Regions from separate parts of the Sus scrofa genome. Here all the other regions are linked to region 3. Evidence: chromatin contacts called from public Hi-C and HiChIP or PLAC-seq data. All regions are on one chromosome and are shown on one strand. Each heading gives the region's core, a stretch centred on a gene start, on an enhancer-like site or on the middle of the called end of the contact. The rest is flanking DNA. Distances are from core to core; before and after follow the strand shown.

Evidence for each region. Hi-C and Micro-C count contacts between places; a contact is called where the count stands out from the background. HiChIP or PLAC-seq counts read pairs in DNA pulled down with a chosen protein or histone mark.
Region 1: a Hi-C map of liver shows a contact between it and region 3, with 5 times the contacts expected there. The contact joins the enhancer-like site here to the promoter of ZNF768 in region 3. A contact is called at or near these places in 4 of 5 promoter capture datasets (fetal liver, fetal skeletal muscle and liver), 24 of 47 Hi-C or Micro-C datasets (adipose tissue, alveolar macrophages, blood and 12 more) and 2 of 2 datasets of contacts at active chromatin or transcription factors (alveolar macrophages and skeletal muscle).
Region 2: a contact with region 3 is called in an H3K27ac HiChIP or PLAC-seq map of alveolar macrophages, with 5 times the contacts expected there. The contact joins the promoter of DCTPP1 here to the promoter of ZNF768 in region 3. A contact is called at or near these places in 4 of 5 promoter capture datasets (fetal liver, fetal skeletal muscle and liver), 32 of 47 Hi-C or Micro-C datasets (adipose tissue, alveolar macrophages, blood and 15 more) and 2 of 2 datasets of contacts at active chromatin or transcription factors (alveolar macrophages and skeletal muscle).

The regions. Positions count from the first base shown.
Region 1 is chr3:17,876,820-17,880,076 of Sscrofa11.1, forward strand. No RefSeq gene overlaps it. Among named protein-coding and RNA genes, the nearest start is that of SEPHS2, 8.5 kb to the right of the region's middle. Within about 2 kb of position 1,307, at least 17 of the 83 cell types and tissues checked have an H3K27ac peak or open chromatin away from gene starts, as enhancers often do. A contact at or near this core is called in alveolar macrophages, liver and retroperitoneal adipose tissue, where this site is marked.
Region 2 is chr3:17,895,065-17,898,048 of Sscrofa11.1, forward strand. DCTPP1 (dCTP pyrophosphatase 1) reads left to right here and starts at 1,362. Exons shown (of 3, transcript XM_003354540.4): 1 at 1,362-1,530; 2 at 2,231-2,341. The coding sequence starts at 1,433.
Region 3 is chr3:17,809,995-17,813,131 of Sscrofa11.1, forward strand. ZNF768 (zinc finger protein 768) reads left to right here and starts at 1,340. Exons shown (of 2, transcript XM_005653012.3): 1 at 1,340-1,974; 2 at 2,261-3,137. The coding sequence starts at 1,887. It overlaps LOC102158302 (a long non-coding RNA gene), which reads right to left and starts at 991. Exons shown (of 2, transcript XR_002342367.1): 1 at 344-991; 2 at 1-42.

The DNA of each region.
Region 1 (3,257 bases), core at 57-2,556, 67 kb after region 3:
AATGGTGCAAAGCACCATTGTCTCTCCCACACATTTTTTTTGCGGGGGCCACGCCCACAACATGCGGAAATTTCCAGGCCAGAGATCAAACATGTGCTATAACAGCAACCTGAGCCACAGCAGTGACAGTGCCGGATTCTCAAGCCACGCTGCCACAAAACCTCCCCTGGGTTTTTGCAAGAAACTTCTCACTGCCCCTCTGCTTCCACCTCTCAAGCCCATCTGCCTCACCTTAGCCAGAATGATCACGTCTCTCCTCTGGTCTAAAGCCCCCAGCAGCTCCAGTCTCACTCAGAGCCAAAGCCAAAGGCCTTACCAAGGCCCACAGGCCCTGGGCATCAGGCCCTCTGTGCCCTCTGACATCACCTCCTCCAGTCCTTCTCTCGCCCACTTGCAGCCTCCTTGCTGCTCCTCCATCACGTCAGGCTTGCTCTGTCTTGGGGCTTTTTTTTTTTTTTTTTAGGGCCACATCTGTGGCATATGGAAGTTTCCAGGCTAGGGGTTGAATCGGAGCTGCAGCTGCTGGCCTATGCTCCAGCCACAGCAACACCAGATCCGAGCTGCGTCTGCAACCTACATCATAGCTCACAGTAACGCTGGATCCCTGACCCACTGAGCGAGACCAGGGATCGAACCTGTGTCTTCGAGGATACTATTTTAGGGTCGTCACTGCTGAGCCACCATGGGAACTCCTGTCTTGGGCCTTTGCTCTAAGGGTTTCTGTATGGAATGCTGTTCCCCCAGAAGATCATATGATTCCCTCGGCCGCCACCATCAAAGCCACTCAAGATCTCTCGTCTCTGTCTCCGCAGCCTCCCTTCTCTGAGTTCTCCCTTCAATCTGGGTCCTTTTCTCTCCTGTTTTTCCCTTGTTCCTATGGCAAGAGTTGGCTGACAAGGGCTTCTCACACTGACCCCAGATGCAAAGATGAAGCTTCCTTCCTTTGGGGATGGTGGATGGTGGTTAAGAGTGTGAGAGTTGTGGCCTTGGGTGTCATTTCTCAAGTCTTCTGAGGCAGAGCCTTGCTAGAAGTCCCACGGGCAAGCCCAGGGGAAGCTGCTCCTAGCCTGGGTCAGATCCAAGCCAGGGGACAGCAGTTGGGGACACTGCCTTGGATGCTGGGCCAGAGTGGTGAGGACTCAGACTGATGGGAAAGGTTTTGGATCTCTGGGGTTTGATTGCAGATGTTACAATATAGAAAGGATTGGTGATGTCAGTCTTACAATGACCTGAGAGGCCCTATATCCTGTACCACCCCCGCCCTACCCTGTGCCATATCTGTCTGACTTCATTTCCTCTAACTCTCCCCACCCACTCTGCAATAGTCACCCTGGCCTCCTTGTTCCTAGGCAACACAGGCATACTGCTTCCTGCCCCAGGGCCTTTGCATTTGCTGTTCTCACTGGCTGAAACACTCCTTCCTAGATATCTGCCTCACACTTTAATAAGGTATCTGGATCCTTATTCTTCTCATCATTCAGGCTTTTACTCCAAAATCACCTTCTCAGGGAGTTCCCATTGTGGCTCAGCAGGTTAAGAACCCGACATGGTGTCTTTGAGGATGCAGGTTCCATCCCTGGCCTTGATCAGTGGGTGAAGGGTCTGGCGTTGCCTCAAGCTGCAACATAGGTCGAAGGCGTGGCTTGGATCTGGTGTTGCTGTGGCTGTGGTGTAGGCTGGCAGTGCAGCTCTGATACAACCCCCTGGCCAAAGAACTTCCATCTGCTGCAGGTGTGGCCCTAAAAGGAAAAAAAAAAAAATCACCTTCTCAGTGAAGGGTTTCCTGGCCACAATCATACAATACAATACACACTCACATACCAAACTTCTTACCCCTCTGTCTCCAGACTATTTTTTTTCCTTAATATCTATCCCTAACAAATGATTGCTCTTATCTGTTGCTATTTTTCACTCCACTAGCATGTTGGCTCCATGAGAACAGAGGTTTCTGTCTGCTGTGTTCACTGCTGTATCTCCAGTATCTATTCCATGCCAGATTTTTTTTCAGCCATCATTTAATTTCCTTACTGGAAATAAATAAGATGATCTCATTTTTGCTTTAAAAAAAAAAGTGGAAGTTTCCATCAGTGGCTCCGTGGTTAATGAACCTGACTAGCAACATGAGGACACGGGTTCAATCCCTAGCCCCCCTCAGTGGGTTAAGGATCTGGCATTGCCCTGAGCTGTGGTGTAGGTCACAGACTTGGCTCGGATCCTCCGTTGCTGTGGCTGTGGTATAGGCCAGCAGCTGTAGCTCTGATTTGACCCCTAGCCTGGGAAACTCCATATGCCTTGGGTGCAGCCCTAAAAAAAGACAAAAGACCAAAAAAAAAAAAAAAAAAAAAAAAAAAAAAAGAAAGGTGTATTGACACACAGAGCACACAGTATGTTGCCTGTTGCCGCACACAGCTTGGAGAGAAAGACTGGGCGCCCCCTAGGGGTCAGTATGAGGTGGTGGCCCTCCAGGCCTCCCGGGGAGAAAGATGTCTGAGCTTTGCTCCCCTAAAGGGTCAATAGCATTTCTCTCAGGGAAGAGGGATTTCAAGTGGTTTTAACTTTTTTCATTTTTACTAAGTTGCATCTTGCGACTTTTTTACAATGACAACACAATGATTTTGTAACCAGAAAAGGTTTAATTGAAAGTGTTCTGAGCCCAGAGTTCCTGTTGTGGCTCAGTGGAAACGAACCTGACTAGTATCCATGGGGACACAGGTTCAATTCCTGACCTCACTCAGTGGGTTAAGGATCCAGCGTTGCCATGAGCTGTGATGTAGTCGCAGACACAGCTTGGATCCAGTGTTGCTGTGACTGTGGTGTAGCCTGGCAGCTGCAGCTCCCATTCAATCCCTATCCTGGAAACTTCCATAACTTCCATAACTTTTTTAGGGGTATGGCCCTAAAAAAAGGAAGAAAAAAAAGTGTACTGAGCCTACTGAAGTACTTTCGGTATAATGGAAATGTACTAAATGTATAGTTTATCACAATAAAAAACGTTTCAAAAAGCTGTATTGAGGAGTTCCCGTTGTGGCACAGTGGTTAACGAATCCGACTAGGAACCAAAAGGTTGCAGGTTCAATCCCTGGCCTTGCTCAGTGGGTTAAAGATCCGGTGTTGCCGTGAGCTGTGGTGTAGGTCGAAGACGCGGCTCGGATCCCGAGTTGCTGTGGCTCTGGTGTAGGCCAGTGGCTACTGCTCCAATTCGACCCCTAGCCTGGGAACCTCCATATGCCACGGAAGTGGCCCAAGAAATGGCAAAA
Region 2 (2,984 bases), core at 112-2,611, 85 kb after region 3:
CCAGCCTCTCTCAGTGGGTTAAGGATCTGGCGTTGCCATGAGCTGTGGTGTAGGTCACAGACGTGGCTTGGATCTGGCGTTGCTGTGGCTGTGGTGTAGGCCAGCAGCTGTAGCTTTGATTCAACTCTTAGCCTGGGAACCTCCATATGCTGTGGGTGTGGCCCTAAAAAGACAAAAACAAACAAAAAACACCCAAAAAACAAAAAACCATCTAAAGGTGGAAACACCCTATGTCCTAGGAACCTTTCTCAGAAGTTGCCAACAGACTTCTAACTTCTGTCAAGAACTGGGCCACATGCTCACCCATAAAACTGGTCAATGGCCAGGGTCATGGGACTATGTGGTCAATCAAGTAGAGGAGGGGAGACCCCAGAACAGCATCATGGCTCTGCAAGGATGGAGCAGGGGAAGGGCAGTTATTAGCACATCTTCCCTGGCCCATGCCATCTGTTTTTTAAAATGATTTTTATTTTTTCCATTATAGTTGGTTTACAGTGTTCTGTCAATTTTCTACTGCACAGGTGACCCAGTCACACAAATACGCATTCTTTTTTCTCACATTATTCTCCATCACGTTCTATCACAAGTGATTAGATACAGTTCCCTGTGCTATACAGCAGGATCTCATTGCTTATCCACTCCAAATGCAATAGTTTGCATCTATTAAGTCGCATGCAATCTAAAGTTGCCCCACTTTTCACAATATTTAAATACTGTAACATTAAAAATTTTTTTTTCATGGAGTTCCCGCCGTGGCGCAGTGATTAACGAATCCGACTAGGAACCATGAGGTTGCGGGTTCGGTCCCTGCCCTTGCTCAGTGGGTTAATGATCCGGCGTTGCTGTGAGCTGTGGTGTAGGTTACAGACGCGGCTCGGATCCCGCGTTGCTGTGGCTCTGGCGTAGGCTGGCGGCTACAGCTCCGATTCGACCCCTAACCTGGGAACCTCCATATGCCGCGGGAGCGGCCCAAAGAAATAGCAAAAAGACAAAAATAAATAATAAATAAATTCCCCTTTCTTGTTTAAACCCCTCACTTCTGGCCCTCTCCACCGGCCTCCCCAACCCGTCATTTCGCTTTGGCGCCATCTGGCGCCCAAAAGGGAAGTGACACGCCTGCGCTCTCCTGCCCTCAGCCCTTTGTTTCTTCCCCTAGCTGAATCTGGTACCTATACCTTTAAGATGCTTAGCAAGCCTGAACAACTCGAGGGCCGGAGCCTAGGAACGCCCGCTTGAAGTTCTCTTAGGTTGCTCCAGTCCGGGTAAGGGGCGGGCTGTAGCTAACTCCACAGAAGTAATTGGTCTTTCCTTAGGCTCCGCCCCCGTGAAGCAATCGCGAACGCCTGTGATTGGTCATGGGCTCTGGAGGCGGGGGCTCTGAGCTTGGCCCCGGGCTCTCTGGGGCAGTCCCGGCTGCAGCGCGGTGGTCAGCATGTCCGAAAGTGGGGAGACGCATGAGGACTCTGGGGGAGAGGGCTTTGCCGCCGCCGGCTCCTTCAGCTTCAGCTCGGAACCCACGCTCGAGGACATGTAAGCTGTCCTTGCCCCATCTGGGCTGGGGAGATCTCCCCCTTTCTCCTTCCTATTGCGCTCCTATTGAGGAGGATCCCTCCACGTGGTCGGGAGGAAGGCTAGCAGCTATGCTCGGGTCCCAGCGCTGCTGGCTGACCCCGGGCGAACATTCTAACCAACTGGTCTGCAAAATGGGCTTAACAAGGCACACCTGAACATTGTTACCTACTAGTTAAGAGTCCGACGCCACTACTGCCCTGCCCCTGCCTTCCAGGAGCAGGAGGTAGGATGAGGGCAAATATAGTGCTGAGAGGTGGAGATGTTTCTTTCTTGAGGAAATCTAGGAGGGCATCTTAGGGGAAGTGTCCTGGCGCTGCATTCTGTAAAATCAGTAACATTTAGATATGCAGAGATTGGAATACTCTACGTGGAGGAAACTGCAGAAGAAGCAGTAGGAAGTGGAATAATGGAAAAGAGGGAATTACTAGGTTTCAATAACTTAGGGTCTGTGTAAGGACACACACATCTCATAGATGAGGAAACCAAGTCCCCTAAAGAAGAAATGGCTTGTTCATGCCATCCAAGGAATTAGTTGCACAATCTCCTCTGATACCCATGCCCCCATTACATATTACTGAGGTACCTGCTGGGTCCCTGCATCTCCTCCCCAGTCCCCTAACCTTGGGACCTGGACTTCTACCCCTTCCTCCTATTCCAGCCGCCGCCTCCATGCCGAGTTTGCTGCTGAACGAGACTGGGACCAGTTCCATCAGCCTCGGAACCTCCTCCTGGCCTTGGTGGGAGAAGTGGGAGAACTGGCAGAGCTCTTGTGAGTAGATGAAAGGCTTTCTGGAAGAGTCTGTGTGTTGGGGAGGGGAGGGTTTATTTGACCATCAAATATCCCTGGATTCAGTTCCCCCTCCTCACAACAAAACGCTGTGCCTGTTTGCTAGAGATACAGAGATAACTTATGGGTCCCTGTCCTCTAGGGATGCCCAGTCTGCTAGGAGAGAAAAGTCTGAAACCAGCAAGGGACATCCAGGTCTAAGAAGGGATGGTGGCGATCTTCCTTTACCTGTCTCCCGTTGTGGCTCAGTGGTTAACGAAACCGACTGGGAACCATGAGGTTGCGGGTTTGATCCCTGGCTTTGCTTACTGGATTAAGGATCCGGTGTTGCCGTGAGCTGTGGTGTAGGTCGCAAACGCAGCTTGGATCCCACATTGCTGTGGCTCTGGTATAGGCCAGCGGCTACAGCTCCGATTGGCCCCCTAGCCTGGGAACCTCCATATGCCACAGATGCGGCCCTAGAAAAGGCAAAAAGACCACAAAAAAAAAGAAGAAGAAGACCTGCCCATAACATTCCAGACAGGGGGTACTGTTTGCAAAGATGGTGAAGTGGGAAGGGGCAAGTTAAATTCTGGGAGAATGTAAGATTGCATCAGTGTAACCTTCTTGAGGAAGGGCAAGGATT
Region 3 (3,137 bases), core at 90-2,589:
GACGCCATGTTTCCTCCTAACCAGTTTCTTCCCTTCCTTTGTCTGGGAAGGCAACGAGAAAACACACTCTATAGTTCTTGCATCATCCCCATAGGAAGAATCTGGCTCATTCATTGTCAGGAACACTGCCAACTAATTTCAGTAGCAAGGGTTGGATCCTCTTAAGTTCTCTTTCCAGGGTCATTTTTTTCCTTGATTCAAAACTGCACCTACGGCAGTGCTTCTCAGGTTCTCTTCCTCTACAAGCCTCTATGCAAGTCGGACAGGCCTGCAAAGTCTTAAAGGCTGTCTTAAAGGCCACATGATTCTCTCTTGGTCCACTTCCCTTCCTGAACTCTATTACCTTCACCTGAAGGGATTCCCAAAGATCCTTGCCTCTCTGTGAGAAAAGCCAGGAACCAGAGATTAAGACTCCAGATATGGCGTTAAACTCAGGGAAGGTGGAGGGGAGAGGCAGGGTAACAGAAAAGGAAGCAGCCTTCTCTCTTTGGCAGTATCCCTCCGATGGGCCCCATCAGCACCTGGAACCTGTGGGGAGAAGGAAGGTGCTAGGAAGCAGAGTGTGGGCAGAGGCCGGGGAGGAAGGGTGTCTGTCCTCAGATCCCTCGGCTTTCGGTCTTCGGAAAGATAAAACTTAATGAGGCGTAAACGGGGGCGGGAAAAGATCTGAAAGCACAGGCCGGTCTAGAAGGGAGACGCCAGGGACCTCCCTCCTACTCCTCCCGCAGGCATTTCTGGAGCACCGGGGAGGTGGAACCGGCCTGCGCACCCCGCAACCAATAAGAAAACTGCCTCGCGTTCCCTGGCGACCATTAACTCCTAGCAGTTGGTGTAGTGGGAGGGGGCGGGATGGTGAGAGCACGAGCTCCACCGGCCAATCGCGGAGCTCGCTGAGAGGTAGGGGCGGTGTCTCTGGAAACGGAGGCGGGGTTGTTTCCTTGGCAACGGTCCTAGCCCTCACCGAGGGGGGAAGGGTGGCGATTAGGAGGAGCAGAGAGAGTAGGGGGCCGGGAGGAGTCGGGGAGGGCGCGCATGGGGTGGGGGTGTACAGTTCGAGGAGGGGTTCCCAGACTCGGGAGACTCGATGAGCCTAAGTTGGGGGGCGTCTATCCAGTTTCCCGAGGCGCGGCCAGAGCTGACCCCAAGGCCGGGGAGGGGAGGGGAGCTAGACGCCGCCCCCGCTGGCGCCGGGAAGCGTCGCTCCTTCTCGCTGACCTTGGTCTCGCTAGTTGCCTCGCCCTTGGCCACAGGCACTGAGGGACGCAGGGCCCGGAATACGGACAGATAGGCCCTCAGGCGGACGGAGACCTAGCACATAGGCACACAAACTGCCCCAGCCTTTCCTGGCGCCTGCAGGGCGCCCCGTCCTCCCCTACCTCGACGCCCGGGCCATCCAGCCCAGGGTTAATGCCAACGAGTTTCCACCTCCAGCCGCTCCTAGAGAGGCCGCGGCGCTAGCCAGCGGGGGAAACTGGCCGCGGACGGACACTTCCTGTGCGGAGGGGAGGGGGTCGGCCAGCCGCAGCCCTGCCCGGGCTGGGGGGCCAGACGGCGGGGTCTCGGGCGGGGAGCGGTATCCCGGGGCGGCAAGGCGAGTCGCGAAGCCCCTCACCTCCGAGGCCACAACGCACGAGGGCCTGAGGAGACCCCAGGGCAAGCCGAGTCCTTGTGGGTGGGGGCGGGGCCGCGGGTAGGGGAGGGGCCCGGCCGGCCGGAGAGGCCCAGGGTCAAGACGTCCGGCCTCTGGGGCCGACGCTGGGCAGCCAGGTCCCCTGGGCGGCGCTGAGCGGGCGGGCGGCGAGGGCCTGGGTCTCAGGGCACTCAGACCCGGGTCGCAGGATCGTCCGCCATCGCCGCCGCCACCGCCGCACTGGGAGCCGGCGGGGATGGAACGGGAGGCGTCGCCATGGGGCCTCGAGCCCCAGGATGTGCAAAGTCGTGACGAAATGGGGAGCCCCGAAGGGTCCCTCAAAGGTGAGGGAGGGAGCGCCCCTCCGAGGAGCGTGCCTGGGAGCGGGAGAGGGGGCTGCAGGGAGGGGAAAAGAGCCGGGGGCTTGGACACCTGGGACCTGGAGGAGGCGGGGGGCGGGGACCTGGTGTCCTGGATTTGCTGAGGGGGTGGTGGGAATTTCAGCACTTGCTCGAGGGCCAGCGACCCTGCTTGAGGAGGAGAAAAAGGCTTGTGGCAACTAGTGGTGGGACCCAGAGACCTTCCATGCCCCACACAATCTGGGTTTTCTGTAATTTTCTGATCCTGCAGGCAACATGAGTGAGAATGAGGAAGAGGAAATTTCTCAGCAAGAAGGCACTGGGGACTATGAGGTCGAAGAGATACCCTTTGGGCTTGAACCCCAGAGCCCTGGGTTTGGGTCACAAAGCCCAGAGTTTGAACCCCAAAGCCCCAGGTTTGAGCCTGAAAGCCCAGGTTTTGAGTCCCGAAGCCCTGGGTTTGTGCCCCCAAGCCCTGAATTTGCGCCCAGAAGCCCTGAATCAGATTCTCAGAGCCCCGACTTTGAATCCCAAAGCCCTGGGTACGAACCCAAGAGCCCTGGGTATGAACCCAAGAGCCCTGGATATGAACCCCGGAGCCCTGGGTATGAACCCAAGAGCCCTGGGTATGAACCTGGGAGCCCTGGATATGAATCTCAAAGCTCCAGATATGAATCCCAGAGCCCGGGGTATGAACCCCAGAATCCAGAGTTCAAAACCCAAAGCCCTGAATTTGAAGCGCAGAGTTCCAAGTTCCAGGAAGGCGCAGACATGCTTCTGAATTCTGAGGAAAAGAATCCCTTGAGCATCCCCTTGGGAGTCCACCCCTTGGACTCCTTCACCCAGGGCTTTGAGGAGCAGCCCACCGGGGGCTTGCCGCTAGGGCCCCCTTTTGAGATGCCCACAGGGGCCCTGCTGGCTCCACCCCAGTTTGAGATGCTCCAGAATCCCCTGGGCCTGACGGGGACCCTTCGTGGTCCCGGCCGACGGGGTGGCCGGGCCAGGGGTGGGCAGGGCCCGCGGCCTAACATCTGCGGCATCTGCGGGAAGAGCTTCGGGCGGGGCTCCACCCTGATCCAGCACCAGCGCATCCACACGGGCGAGAAGCCCTATAAATGCGAGGTCTGCAGCAAGGCCTTCTCCCAGAG